Linked DNA regions of Neogale vison: region 1 is linked to region 2. Evidence: chromatin contacts called from public Hi-C data. All regions are on one chromosome and are shown on one strand. Each heading gives the region's core, a stretch centred on a gene start, on an enhancer-like site or on the middle of the called end of the contact. The rest is flanking DNA. Distances are from core to core; before and after follow the strand shown. Region 1 overlaps MAML2 (mastermind-like protein 2). Region 2 holds the start of MAML2 (mastermind-like protein 2).

Region 1 (6,967 bases), core at 604-3,103, 280 kb before region 2:
TAAATAGTTTCTGAATGAACGCATGTGGTCATTAGCTGCTAACACCTTAGAAAGGATGGTGATCGCAAGCCAGGAGGGAGTGACAGAGCAGGTGTGGGAGAGGGTGTGCAAGCATCTGGCTGCTGAAAGAAGGTGACCAAGAGGAAAAGAGGTGTCTTGGTACATTTGTCCCTATGATTTTGTTCAGAGCTGAATCTCGGTCCACTGTTTGCAAATGAGCGGTGTTAAGGGGAAAAAAATGCCATTTGAGTTCTTAAAGAGGAGATTTTGCCCCTTCATCCACTATAACAAGAGGGCTCTTTTTCCAGATGAGAACATCAGGATCACTTTCATGAATTGGGTATGGAGGCTCCTGGTGTGATTCTCTCGGTCCACGAACACCCTCTGGTCACGACCATGATGATGCAGTTCCAGAAGTTTTGCCCACACAAGAGCAGCTGGTTAAGGGAGTGAGTATGGGCTGAGATAGATCCAGCCCCGCTTCACCAAAGCCTTGCACCAGGATGGAGGGGAGGGGAAGGGAGGTCAGTACGCCCCGAAGACGAGAAACCTTTTTCTACTTTTCTCAGGGTGGTTCTGTCTCTGGAGGTTTTCTCTTGCCTTATGGATGTCATGGGTCACCGATATGGAGCAAAGCTAGTTTTGTTCCTTAGGTTCTCTTAATTGTTGAATGTGGAACAAAAAGCCACTCTGGGTCTACAGATTGCAGAACTCTGTCTCTGCGTGCACATGTGGGATTTGGAGGAGTGGGCGGTGTCTGCAAATTCCAGCAAAGAGAGCAGGGCAGGGGCTGAAGACCCCGGGGTGAATCCCTGCCCCACCACTTCCTCCCTGTATGACAGTGGGACGTCCCCTCTTAGCCCTAGCGTCTTCATCTGTGCAGTGAAGGGTGTGGATTAGGGAAACTCTGCGGTCCCCTCCAAACTCAGATATCAATGACCCACTGCAAATGCCACCAAAAAAGGTGCCTTTACCCTTTCAACACTCCTTTCTTGCCGCAAATAGCCAGTTTCAAAAAAGTTGCCCACCCGCGCAGCATGAATAAGCTGGGATCAGAGTTGACCAGTTACATTAGGCAAACACAGTGAGAGAATTTACCTTCTTGATTCCTCTGGAAAGTAAGTCAAAGATTCAAAGTGTTCATCAAAAGCTACCACACAAGAGGGAATGCAAGAGAAGGATTTGGTGTGTGTGGTAAGTCTCTTTAGGGCTGGCCCAAAAATCTTGATTCAGTCTAAATCTTAATTTATGCACTGGGTCACAGAGGGTACCAGAATTCACCAAGTGTAAGGAGTATTTTGTCACTCAGATAGCCGAGTTAAACAGAAAATACCCTCCAAATGGGTAAAACTTCCTTGTAGAGCCCCGAAGATAAATCAAACCAGAAAACTGGTGACCTACAGAAACATTTGGCTGCCAAAGTGATGTAACGATGGGAATTTTTCCCTCTTAACCTTTTGCTGCCCCCTCTCTCTTTTTCTCCCAGTCAGCATACTTCTGGCTTTTTTTTTTTTTTTTTTCATTTCTGTTATTGTGTTTGGTTTTGCCTTTGGCTTTCTCTTTTCCTCAGCCTCATTTCTGAACGAAAGGCTGTTGAACCGCAGAATTTACTTTCAAAAAAACGGAACGATTTCCTTCTCCTTCGTCTTAGCTTGCCTCCCGCCATGCCAGCAGGCAGCGCTGCTTGGTAAGAGAAGCTGGCAGGAGCACAGCTCTGGGGTTGGGGAAGGAGGAGGTAAAGCGAAGGGGGCAGGCAGGGGGCAAGAGAGAGGAGTCTGACCAGCCCAGGTGAGGCAGAGGCAGAGCTAATGAGAAGCATATGCCACCAGCCATTTTAAAGGTTGGCTTGAGCCAAGGGAAGTGATGAATTGCAAGAATGTGTTGTCTTCATAGCCGGAGAGCTGGCAGAAATAGCCTGGCTAGAGGACTAGGATCGAAGTTTTCTTTTTTTTTTTAAGAACTCAGGCTTAAAAATACATTTCTCTTTGTCAGCAAAATGCTCTCGTTTCAAAACTATGAATGGTAGACTACATCTGTCAGACGAATGCATTCCTTGCACCTCGACATTTCTAAGATGCAACTTACCTTCAAATTAAGAGATTAATGCTTCCCCAAAATGGACTGATGTGATAGCACAGCTCTAAGTTACTTAGAACATTTCAGTACATAGGACAATCTCAGCCCCTGGATTTGCGGAGCAAACTGTTTTCTGTGCGAGGTCCCTGAGGAGGGCAGGTAGACTCTGAGCACGGATCCGAGAAGAGTTGGTCTTCCTTTCTCTTTTTCTCCTGATTACTTGTAAAGTATCTTCTAAGGGCCAGGGTCTGCTTAGAGGAAGATACAGTAGAGAAATGGAATCCAGATCATAACCCCCAACATGGATGCCCTTCAGACCAGCCAGGATGATTACAGAGGTCCTACTTCAGGGGTCTAGATTCAAGCTCTCTTGAAATATGTAGTTCCCAGAATCACAGCCCCCTACTTTCCAACAATGAATGTGTAAGGTCTTACTCTTGAGAAAGAGCTCAGCCCACGCCCAGGTCAGAACCTCACAAGGACAAGGGAATGTGTAAGTTGCAGCTTTCAGAAGAAGTTGACCCAAATTTGTCATGGACACCTTCTACCTGCCTTTTTTTTTTTTTAAAGATTTTATATATTTATTTGTTTGACAGATCATAAGTAGGCAGAGAGACAGGCAGAGACAGAGAGATGAGGAAGCAGGCTCCCCGCTGAGCAGAGAGCCTGAAGCAGGTCTCTATCCCAGGACCCTGGGATCATGACTTGAGCCGAAAGTAGAGGATTTGACCCACTGAGCCACCCAGGCACCCCATCTACCAGCCTCTTCACCTCTACTTTCTAGTCCTGTTGCTCGTGGCTATTCAGTTCTCAGCAAAGTGATAGGAGTAGGGTGTCCTCATACTTACTGTTCACTCCTGTTTTCCCTGGTGCTCGGTGTGGGGCCGGCACGTTTAACATCTAATCAAATAGTTACAGGATGAATAAATGAATACTTTCCCCCCAGATGCCCTATTCAAAATTTCCTTTCAGTTTCTTGTTAGTCAACCAGATCACCCCTCCACCTAAACTCCAAGCAATTTTAGGTCAAATCCTGGGTCTGGCATCTTATAATTAGAAACCTTGGGCCAATCGTCTCATTCTCTGCCGGCTTCCTCACTTTCAATGGGATTAATTAAACTCACTCTACAAGTGTGCTTTGAGGATTCAGCAGATAATGGAGAACTTAAATAAAACACCTAGCCCATCTCTTGGCATGTAGTGAGTGTCTGAAGGATACTGATTAGGTCCTTTTCCATCCATTCCTCCTGATGGTCTTCATCAAGCATCAGCAAAAGGCTGGTTAATAGAAGTCATGCTAAGGTATGAATGAGGAATGGGTTTAGTTTTTCTAGCCCATAGGAGAAAAAATGGAAATGGGAGGTAGGATCGTTTTGAGAAGCTGGGACTTTTCACGGTTTCCCTCCACTCTGTCCTACCTCTATTCTCTGGGTTTTGCTTGGATAGTCAGTCCACTCCGGTTACCCCAGCATTCCACACTGGGGGTCCTAACGGGGTGCCCCACATCTAAAGGTTGCTAACGTTCATATATACTGCAGTTAGTATTATTTAATAGCAAGTTAATAGAAAAAAAAGAAAGCTAGATTGAGAAATAAGAATGTATAAAAATCAAAATGCATTATCAGATTACATGATTAAAGAAAACAAAATAAATACCTGTTTTTTAAATAACAAATAAATAAATAAATAACATAGAAAAACAAATAAATAAATAACGAAGAAAACCTTTGTTTTCTTTTGATGTCCCCAATAAATAACGCTTAGGAGGATGAAACCATTCTCATAAAATTCCCCCTGTAATGAAGGGATAAAGAAGATGTGGTATAGATACAAGGTAATGTACTCAGACAACAGAAAAATGAAATCTTGCCATTTGCAGCAATGTGGATAGAACTAGAGGTTATTATGCTAAGCGAAATAAGTCAGTCAGAGAAAGACAATTATCATGTGATCTCACTCATATGTGGAATTTAAGAAACAAAACAGAGGAGCATAGGGAATGGGGGAAAACAAGGCAAAATCAGAGAGGGAGACAAACTATAAGAGACTCTTAATCACAGGAAACAAACTGAGGGTTGTTGGAGGGGAGGTTGGTGGGGGGCTGGGAAACTGGGTGATAGACATTAAGAAGGGCACGTGATGTAATGAGCCCTGGGTGTTCTATACAACCAATGAATCACTGACCTCTACCTCAGAAACTAATAATACACTATATATTAATTAATTGAACTTAAATTTAAAAAAAAACACAAAAAATCTACTCTGTATTTTCTATAAAACTCATCTTTTGTACTCTAAATCAGACAGGATGAAAATGATTCTAAATAACAAAATTTTCTTACACATGTAGGCCATTTTATTTAGGCAACTGTTTCCTACGAGAATGTCTTAAGAGGAGTTGAAAGAAAGAAAGTAAATTATACAATTTTATTAAATATACCTTCACTGAAAAATTGTATGATTGAATGGATTTCTTCAGGTTTCCCAAAGAAAGGGTTATGTTATCTGACAGACCAAAGTCTTTCTTTTTTCTTCTTTTCCTTATCTTATGTTGGCAGAGTCTACAAGAAAATACTCATGGCTTTAAAATGCTGAGATGCCTACATTTCTCCCCGCTCTCTGTGCGAATTTAAAAATTTATTTGACAATTAAACTGCCCAATTTGGAATTTTTCCTGCCAATTGCAAATTCTTTCATTGCACGGATCTGTGAATTAATCAGAACAAAGTAGGAACGTGCTAGTCACAGTGAAAGAAGTTAGGTTAATTTTTTTTTTTTGGCAGGAATACATGTTCAAGTACATTTTAAGTAGACAAAACATGCAGCTGAAATTTTTTGGAAAAGCTATTAAACTTTCCACTATAATGAACCGGTGAGCTTCTAATATCTCAGATAGGGTTGTATCAATTTGGAACCTGTCCTTATGTTATTTAGCACATCTTCAAGGTAGATAATGAGTTGTAATTACCATTTCTTGAAAAGGACTCTGACAGGCCCAGCTGCGGAGTGGTGACTACTAGGGAGTCTGCACATATTGCTTTAATTTTTTTCTTTACTCCTTTTTGTACTTTTAGCTCTTTGTGGATCATCAGAATTATAAGCTCCATTTTAGAATAGGTAATAATATAAAATCGAGGCAAGAAAAGAAATCAAAGTAAAATGAGAGTTTCCCTTTGTCTCGTATTTTCATCTAAACTTAACTCTCTTTTCTGTTTCAATTTCTTTCCTTTCTTTTTTGTTTTCCCCTCCGACAAAAGGAGTCAATGTAAAATTTGTTCCCACTGCATTTACAGACTGGCATAATGGAAACAATGCATAACTGGTACACCATTTCCATGACGGTATCGCAGTACACAGAACATGGGATCTGGACAGGCACTGAACATGACCTCGCTCCTGGCTCTGCCACGTCCTCTTGAGTGACTTTGGGCAAGTCTTGTGATCTCTCTGAGCTTTGGTTTCTGCTGAGATACAGAGTTAGCAATATCTGATTAAAAAGAGACTATGAGTAAAGCACTTCGTGTAGTGCCTGGCACACATATTAGTAATTTAATAAACAGAAACTATCATTATCATTCATGAATAAGTACTTAATCTTTTCCCCAAGGCAAGTTGGTATTAGCCAGACTCTCTACCATCTTGTGGCTGTTTAAAAGGTGAAATATCTGAGAGTTTAGTAATTCTTATTTGTTAAAAAAGAAAAATAACCCTGACCACTTGGAGCAAGGATGATTATCATCACTAATAATTTAAATAAGGGAAGCCAAGACGTCTCTGTGCCTTCCACTTAAGTAGCTTGGACACCATTCAACTGTGATTGGAATTCACTCCCACTCTCTGAACAGTTGAGCTATCTTAGACGTTACTATGGTCCTTTCAACTCTTTACCTCTTTGATCTCATTTTATCCTCACAACAACTCTGTAAGGAAGGGCAAAACTCAAAAGATTCTTAGTGGTGTGGTTCTTGGGCTGGGATAATCTTTTAGGATGACACAGATCTCTTGTGTATTTATAAAAAAAATGAGTGTGTATGTTAAAGAGCAGCCTATACTTGGGCTTTGAAGGATAAGAATGCTGATATGGGGGTGGTGAGGCATGGTGTCAGAGATCACAGAGCAGGAGGGAGGGTGCAGAATAGTGGATGTAGCTGTGCCTCTATTATTCCATTTTGGGAAATAATTGTGGCAGGTATATGATGTAAGAGTGAGTGGTTCATGGAGACACTGGATAGGTTCCTTAGGCTCTGCGGTTTGGAGTTATTTAGATGGTGTGGGTTAAGAAAAACTCCTTTCCTTTTTGCATGAGAATCTGACCTTTGGTTAACTTCTTAGCTTGGTTGCCCTGGAAACAGATAAAGATGGTATGTGTCAACTGTGTTACTAGGCAACACTGCATAGGGTAAAAATGACCCCTCATTGGCAGACGGCATCTGGACTGGGGAAACTACAAATGGATTGCAAATACCTGATGGGCATGCCATGCTTTGGACTTCCGTGAGTGTAGCAATTCTTGTAACTACAACGTCACTTGCTAGGGCCCTGCAAACTCCATCTCTGAAGTAATTACAAGAGTTATTGACTGCTGTGGGACAGAAGGTTTTTAAGCAAAAGCAGTTCCTTCACCTGCCCAATACGGATTCCATCATCTAGCACGTGACCTGATAGGGCTCTAATTACAGAAGGATGCCTGATGCTGCTGGCTAGCGAGCTATGGTTCCTATCCTATGTCCTTCTGAGTACACTGAAGTCAATGTGGGGGATAGTAGCCTTGGGGGTCTCAACGTCTAGGCGAGCCTCAGAAACTGCCTGTTGAATGCTGTAAGTTCATTTAATGCCATGGTCATATCCGCTGGGTGGCCTGTGAGACATGGGTTCTGGGAAGGGGTTTGGA
Region 2 (7,222 bases), core at 3,305-5,804:
TGGTTTTAGATGACCAATATTTTCTCTCTCTCCCCACGAAAGGACCTTTATGGCCACTTATGGCTTATGGATTAACTCTTAAACCTTCAACACACCCAGACAGAAGTAAATCTGGTCATGCACACAGAAGTAAAATTAAGAAAGAACTCTGCCACTCATTCTGCGCAAAGTCCCCCTTCAAATTAATAGTGTCTCTGAAAATAAGAGGCGCCCATGTGAGGTGGGACCTGCCGATCTAATGTGCAGGGATGAATCAGTTCCCAGGGCCCAGGCCTCCCTTCAAACACAATGTTATCGGGTTCATACAGTACTTGCATCACCATCTCTGAGTACCATGCTGAGTAACAAAGCTCCAAATTTAGAAGCTAAAATGGAGAAGGGAATTTCCAATAACCAAAAAGGGGGTGGTGGATCAACCTTTGCAAAACCACACGTTTTCAATGGAAAGCAACCATCAGAAAGAAACTGTTCTTTTTAGTCCTAACTCACAGGGCACCTCTCCTCATCCCCGAGCTCGGAGAGGGGTCTCCTCCAAGGCAATGTTTCAGGAGGTGGCTGGTGGTTAGAAGGGAAGAATCAGACTCTCTCTCAGAACAGGAGTGGTACAACAGCCGCCTCTGGCTTCTGCAGCAGTAAGCCTTCCGTCCGGAAAGGCAGGACCCCCTCCTCTCACTTCCTCCCTGCATGGAGAGTGCTATCGTAAAGTTACAATAACCATTGAGGTTGGCTGGTTTCATTCTGCATCCCAAAGTCCCCCCTCTCCCGCCCCACCCCCAAAAGAGCCAGCCTCATTCTACTTCCACCGTGGAGAAAAAAAAAATCAAAAACGGCCATAAGCAGACATGCCACCTTCCCGGCAGAGGCCGAGATACGAGGGCCACCTCCAGTTTGGGCACCCCAGACAGATATCGGTCTTCTCCACTGAAAAAGGCTGAGCGCCTCGTCCCCTGTGTCATCTCCAGAAACACTTACCGGGAGACTGCGAAGTACACAAAGCGGTATTATTGGGAGACTTGCAGACAGATTATAAATTTACTAGGGACAATCAAGGCATTTAGATGCTTCTGGCTGCAGATGCCAGTGCCACACACACATACATACAAACCTCATTCTTCTCTCCCTTTGAGTGATTTCCCCACCCCCTACCCCCTCTGCCATTCACCTCAGCACCTCCCTTTCACAAAACAAACTCCCACTGCTCTCCTAGGGAATTCCAAGGAGTGGTGGGGATGGAACAGGTGGTAGGGAAGGGAAACTAGTCCTTGAAGCTCTAACAGGACGCCACAGGTCAACTGCATTCAAGGATGAGACAGCAAACACTGGGTAGTTCAACTGTTACTAGTTATTTTTCCTCTGGAGCTCATGCCAGGAAGTTGCAGTTCTAGGCAACCCAAGCAAAACGTGTGTGTGGTGGGGCAGATGACCACTAACCTAGCTTTCCCAGAACTTCTAGAACCTTCACCACACGCCCTGGCTAGATATAAGGGGGAGCCACAAAGAAGCATCCTATAGGCCTGGCTGGGGTGGGGAGAGGGGGTCCGCTCTCCAGAGCTCCTTTTCAAGCTCCTTTGGAAAAGGAGTTGGACGCACTGTCCTCCTCTCCTTCAGGCTTTTGGAGTACTTTTAGTCTCATATGGCTATTTCCTGTTGCTAACTTTCATTAGGGCTGGCTTAGGCAAGCCGGAGCGGTGCTGCGAGCAGACACAGAAGATCAAGGGCCCCACAGACCTCAGAAATGGAGGTGGCCTGCAGGGCTGCGGGGCAGGGTTCCACCTTCTACCCAGAGGCCACTGGCCTGGCAAATCCAGGGGAAGCCGGTGCATGGCAGGCGGTCACCTGACCAGGACTGGCACTGAGAACCAATGATTCAAGGGATACTCCCTCTGGGATGGGGTGTGTCTGTGCCTCTGAGGAAGAACTGCCAGCCAGAAACTTCAGTCAGAACTTTCAGGTTTGATGTCCTGTCACCAGGAGTGGCTGAAGACAAGGTACTTCCTAGAATGATAGTGCGTAAACGGCCCCTTCCGTGCCTGCTCACTGTCCTGAACGCTGTCAGCTGGCATGACCTGCCTGTGGTGCCCGGGAAAGGAAGCTCGGTGGGAGGGGGCAGTGGGGGCATCCCTGGGAAATCAGGGAGTAAGCCTCTCAGAAACATGCCCTCACCCGTCTTAGGGATGTTTCCCCACATTTCTCTTTCGACTGAGGGGACACTCATGGAACTTCTCTGTTAGAGATCGCCACTTACGGTCTCTTAACCCAAGAAGGGGCCACTTCAAAGGGGAAATGGGAAAAGCAGGAAAAGGCTTTGAGGAAGGTCAGCTGGACTGACAGGGGAATTCAGGCTGAAGCACGGCTTGTTGGGCCTAATCAGAGCTGGCTAGCCAGAAGAGAAGATCTGTGAGGGCAGGGCCTTCCTCAGCGGCTCACTCAGATCTTGCCAGGCTGTAGCCACTCTTGACTCCAGAGGGCCTCTGGGAAGCTCGGGCTTTCTACTTCCTAAGAGACAGCCTACGAGTGTAGGAATAGCCATGAATGAGCACCAGAGAACTTGAGGAGTAAGAGAGTAAAGCTGCACAGACTGCCTACCCGATGGCCTGGGAGGTAGCCAGGTAGTACCTCGGCCCTTTTCCTTGCTGTCCGCTCCCCCTCAGGCCAAGGCAAGCTCTACCCTCACAGAAGGCCAGCGGACCACAGCGAGAATCATGAGAAAAACCAGGTGCCTTACCGCAATCAGGGCTGAGTTCCTCTGGTCCCCAGGGGTTGAAGCTTGTGACTGCTGCTCACCGTCGATCCCACCACCGCCACCATTATTGCTACTGTTGAGCAGGTGCTGCTGGTGGTGATGGTGATAGTCTGGTGGGGGCGGTGGGGCTGCTGTCGCCGCTGCTTGAGAGGCTGCAGGAGGGGCAGCAGGGGGCGGTGGAGGGGCTGCCGTGGTGGCCGCAGTGGCAGTGGCCTTGGCGTGCTTGCCAGCCTTCCTTGCCCCCTGGCCATGCTGTACCAGGCTCAGGAGCTGCAAGGTGCTCTCTCTTTCCCGGTCTGAGCTCTCAGCCCGACCACGCTCATAGCGTCCTTCACAGCTCAGGTGGTGCTGGCGGCAGACGGCGATCCGAGCCCGGAGGCGCTCCACGATAGCACTGTGCACTCTCGGGGTGACTGAGCCCCCTCCAAGGAGCCCCGCCCCAGGGGCCCCCCCTAGCCCTCCTGTGGGGGCCTGTGGGGGCGCTGTGTCCCCCATCTTACTGGACACAATGCTGCCTCTGGGATGGTGAGGTGGAAGGAGGCTACTGCTGGCTATTGCAGGCAAGTCTGTTTTTGACAATGTGAGCTCAGTGTTCAGGGCCACATGAATAGAGGTCTTCAGAGGTTGGGGGGAGCCGTGGAGAAGGTGTGGGGGAGGGGAGTTAGTAAAAAGAGGGTGAGGAGACAGAGCAGAACCAGTCGCAGAGGATTAGTTGGAAACAAACCCTTATCAACTTACTCTAATTGCATTTGACAGCTCTTGAGAACTTGGACAGAGTTGGTGGGTTTTTTTTTCCCCCCACCAGGCTGACAAGAGCCCCTAGGTACTTTGTAAACACACGATCTGGGGGTTAGAGCAAGAATTCAGGGATTGTCAAGCCAGAGACAGAAACAGACAGCAAAGGGAATTGAGAGGAGTATTAATAGAGATTGGACTCCCCCTCACCTAGTTGTTTCAGAAAAATTTTTTATGGGGATGTTTCTGCAGAGAAACACATCTCTACCACGTCTATGTAACCTGCAGCCTTTACTTTTCTTCGGGTTAGGAAAAAAAGTGCTGTTTCAGGAAATTTTCAAAGGCAATGTTCAGAATGTACAAAAATCAAGAGAGGCTGTCTGTTGGCTTTTAATTTTTCCTCTCTTTCCCTTGGCTCCGGTGTTTTCTCCTCTTTGGGGTACTGTAGGATGTTGTCTTCTCCCAAAAGAGGGAGATAGCTTTTCAATTGTTAACAATGTCAGTAACTGGTCTTTTGGACCATGCTCTTTTCTTCAGCTAATCCAATCACCGGTAAAAATCCTCATTCCCTCTAAGGTTTCCTAGCCTTAAATGAAAGCAGTCTGAAGTCGCTAGCCACTGAGAGAGATCCTTCAACACATTTTTTTTTTTCTTTCCCGCTTACGCTTCTCACCCCCGGCGGCTCTATTCTAACACAGTATCAAGAGAGACAAACTCTTCCGAGAGTAATTTACAAACGATGGTCAAACTTACAAACTTCCAGCAAATTGCACCGAGTCATGTCCAGCCACTTTTCTGTCCACTTTTGTACATTCCATCCCCGGCCAGTGGATCTGAGGGTCTGGACTCGCAATAAGCAATGTGGTTCTATCTCCTGTATTGCTCCGCTTTATAGATGGAAAGAAAAAAAAAAAAAAAAAAGTAGCTTGTATTTTCCTTTCTCTTTCCCGTCTGTTGTTAGCCGCTTTGCTGACACTGGCTCCACTGCCCGGAGTCACGGCGGTACACAGGCTTTCATTGTGCTCCGATAGGAGAGGGAGAGAAAGAGAGAGAGTGAGACAGAGAGGGAGAAAGAGAGAGCCAGCAAGCTGCAGATGGGGGCGGGGGGAGGGGGCGGGCGGGAGAGCCGAGCGGCGGCTCCCTGGTGGAAGGCTGGTGTCACTGCACGAGTGAGTAATTGCAGCCGGGCGCGCGAGAAAGGGGAACGCAGAGGGCCTCCCAGTGGCCGAAGACGTAAATCCCACAGCCTGCGCGCGGCGCGTCTCGGCGGGGCTCCCGTAGCCTGACTTGGCCGAGTGGGGAAGGCTGGGGAAATTCCCCAACCCCTACCCATGTACTTCACCAGCTCTAAATGTTGAAGAAATTCCCGGTCAGGGAATGTATTTTCCCTTTCAGACCTACCTGACGCCCCCCTGAAGATATCATTTTCATTTTTCAATAGGTTGCAAAGGACACCATTGAGCACCCCAGCGAGAGCTGGGTGAGCACGGAGGAAATGCTCATTAGTATAATAAGGAAGGCGGGCGAGGATGTGCGTGTTGGGGGCGGGGGGCGGCGGGAGGGCAGAGGAAATCACATCGCTAGCCCACCCGGAAAGGGGAGGCCAGTGTCTTGTCTACCTGCCTGCCTGTTCTGTGCGTCTTTGGGTCAGTCAGCTTCGGTGATTACAAGCAATTCAGCAGGGGTAAATAAGATTTTATGAAGATGAAATCACCGGTCCCAGTTCTAGAAAAGAAAATGAAGGTTTTTCTTTGAAAATACGAGATGACTTATGACAAGTCACTGCAAGATCCCCGGCTATCTGGTTTACATATGCATGGAGAAAACTCAGTATGTAGCCGTGGAGTTTCAAGAAGTTTAGGTGAGCACAAAATTGGGATCCTCGGGACCATAACCATGCTGTGTGTCCTAACTCCCAAGTCACTTGGATTTGAGGTCTCGAGCAATGGGACTTCATTAATTTAAACGAATACTCCCACCGCAGTGACACGGCCCTTCTCCAAATTGACCTATGGAAAGAAATGAATGGGTAAAGTCCATGGAAACATGGTTAAGACTGGATTTATTTACGATTTAGTTCCCAATAGGCTGGTCTGCTTTAGTCCATTTTATTTTCACAAGTTCTGGAATATTTGTTTGGAGTTGGGGACAAGTATACTCTGATGGAATGTAACTTTTTTTTTTTTTTTTACTTTTCATTGGAACTTCTGTCCTTTCCAAGGCTAAGTTCCTCACTAGTTACGTGCGGAAAGGCAGGAATTTGTTTTTGTTAGGTATGCAGATTTCATGGGGAACTCTCTCATGAGGTGTCATTAAAAATTGAAGGAGTTTTGATCATTTTACATTTGATTTTTTTTTAAAAGTTGTACTCATTAGACATTATCTTCCATTATATGGGTACTTTATATTCAGCAATCATACTTGATAAAAGAGAAAATGCAACGTTTAAATTTAAAACACCCTTTACTGGACAGTGATGCCATAGCATTGATTTTCATTAGTAACTCAGAATCCTTAGTCAAAACCGTTGTTCCTTTCTGATACAAATTTTGATTTCCATGCTAGACAGGGACATACCTTAAAAACATGTCAAGCAGTTTAATAGATTTTTTACTATATTCAGCGGTGTATGTCACTTTTTTTAGAGTGTCTTTTATATATTTTTCCTTTACAGCCCATTAAATTCAAGCTGAAATCATTATGCACATCCTCATTTCCATTCACATCAGCTACTGTTTATTTAATCACTATTTCAGGCACAGCACTTCACATAGATCTCCCTTAATCCACAGTCTTGAAAGATATGTATTATTAACCTCACTTAGAAGTGAGGAAACTGAGGCTCCCAGAAATTAAACTCCTCGTTCCAGTTCATGTGACTAGGAAATAACAGCTCAGGGCTCTACCTCAACACCGATGGCAAACCTGTGCTCTCTTAACCACTGGGCTTGCTGCCTCAATATGGCAAAGCTGCAATTACACTCTAATCAGCTTGCTAGAGTCTAAGCCTCCAAGAAATGAGTAGTGAATAGAACCACCCATCTGAAGGTGGGAGCAGACAAGTGAGAAAGCATGGTCAATTATATCCAACTGCCAATAAAATAAACATTTATTTTGTTCCTCATTTCCCTCCCCTCCTTTTAATGGTATTGTTCTCTAACCCTTGTTTCTGTGTAGCCATATGAATTCTTTCAAGGATTGCTTTCCTTTTGCTTGTCCATTTTTGACTCATCATCTCTCCTAACATGGCTACTTAACACTAAAGCACCTAACACTACAGTAATAAATGCCAAGATCTAAACACTTCACAGACATGTAGGATTTTAAATTTACAAAGTATTTTTTGGTGTTAAAGCAAATCAATGATGTTGATGCTTATGATGATGATAAAATCATACAGCATGTCATAATGCCTGTTTGAGGTTAATTCAGTTTTTTCAACATTTCAATTTTCTTATGGACTCCTTGCTTTTGGCCCCCCAGTCCAGGCTCATTTCCGTTTCCTAACAGCTTGTCTCTCTGCCATTCTTTTGGTGTTACCGTATACCTAAAAAGCCTCTTGTAGTTTTCAAACACCCACTTATGAAGTTTGCTTGGTTGCAGTAACTGCAGACATCAGCAAAACTACTTTTACATTTCCTGATCAACAGTCAGAATGCTGTTCCAGTGGGAAAAATGCTTCATGCCAGCAAGATGCCTGACCTAGGAACTGGTTCAGCTGCCATCATTAAGTCCCTCTAATCA

The links. Hi-C and Micro-C count contacts between places; a contact is called where the count stands out from the background.
Region 1: a contact with region 2 is called in a Hi-C map of fibroblasts, with 4 times the contacts expected there. The contact joins the enhancer-like site here to the promoter of MAML2 in region 2. A contact is called at or near these places in 2 of 3 Hi-C or Micro-C datasets (fibroblasts and muscle).

The regions. Positions count from the first base shown.
Region 1 is chr7:129,508,892-129,515,858 of ASM_NN_V1, reverse strand. All of the region lies in intron 2 of MAML2 (mastermind-like protein 2), which reads right to left. Among named protein-coding and RNA genes, the nearest start is that of MTMR2, 94 kb to the left of the region's middle. Within about 2 kb of position 1,853, the one cell type or tissue checked has open chromatin away from gene starts, as enhancers often do. A contact at or near this core is called in fibroblasts, where this site is marked.
Region 2 is chr7:129,228,721-129,235,942 of ASM_NN_V1, reverse strand. It overlaps MAML2 (mastermind-like protein 2), which reads right to left and starts at 4,554. Exons shown (of 5, transcript XM_044258264.1): 1 at 2,726-4,554. The coding sequence starts at 3,238.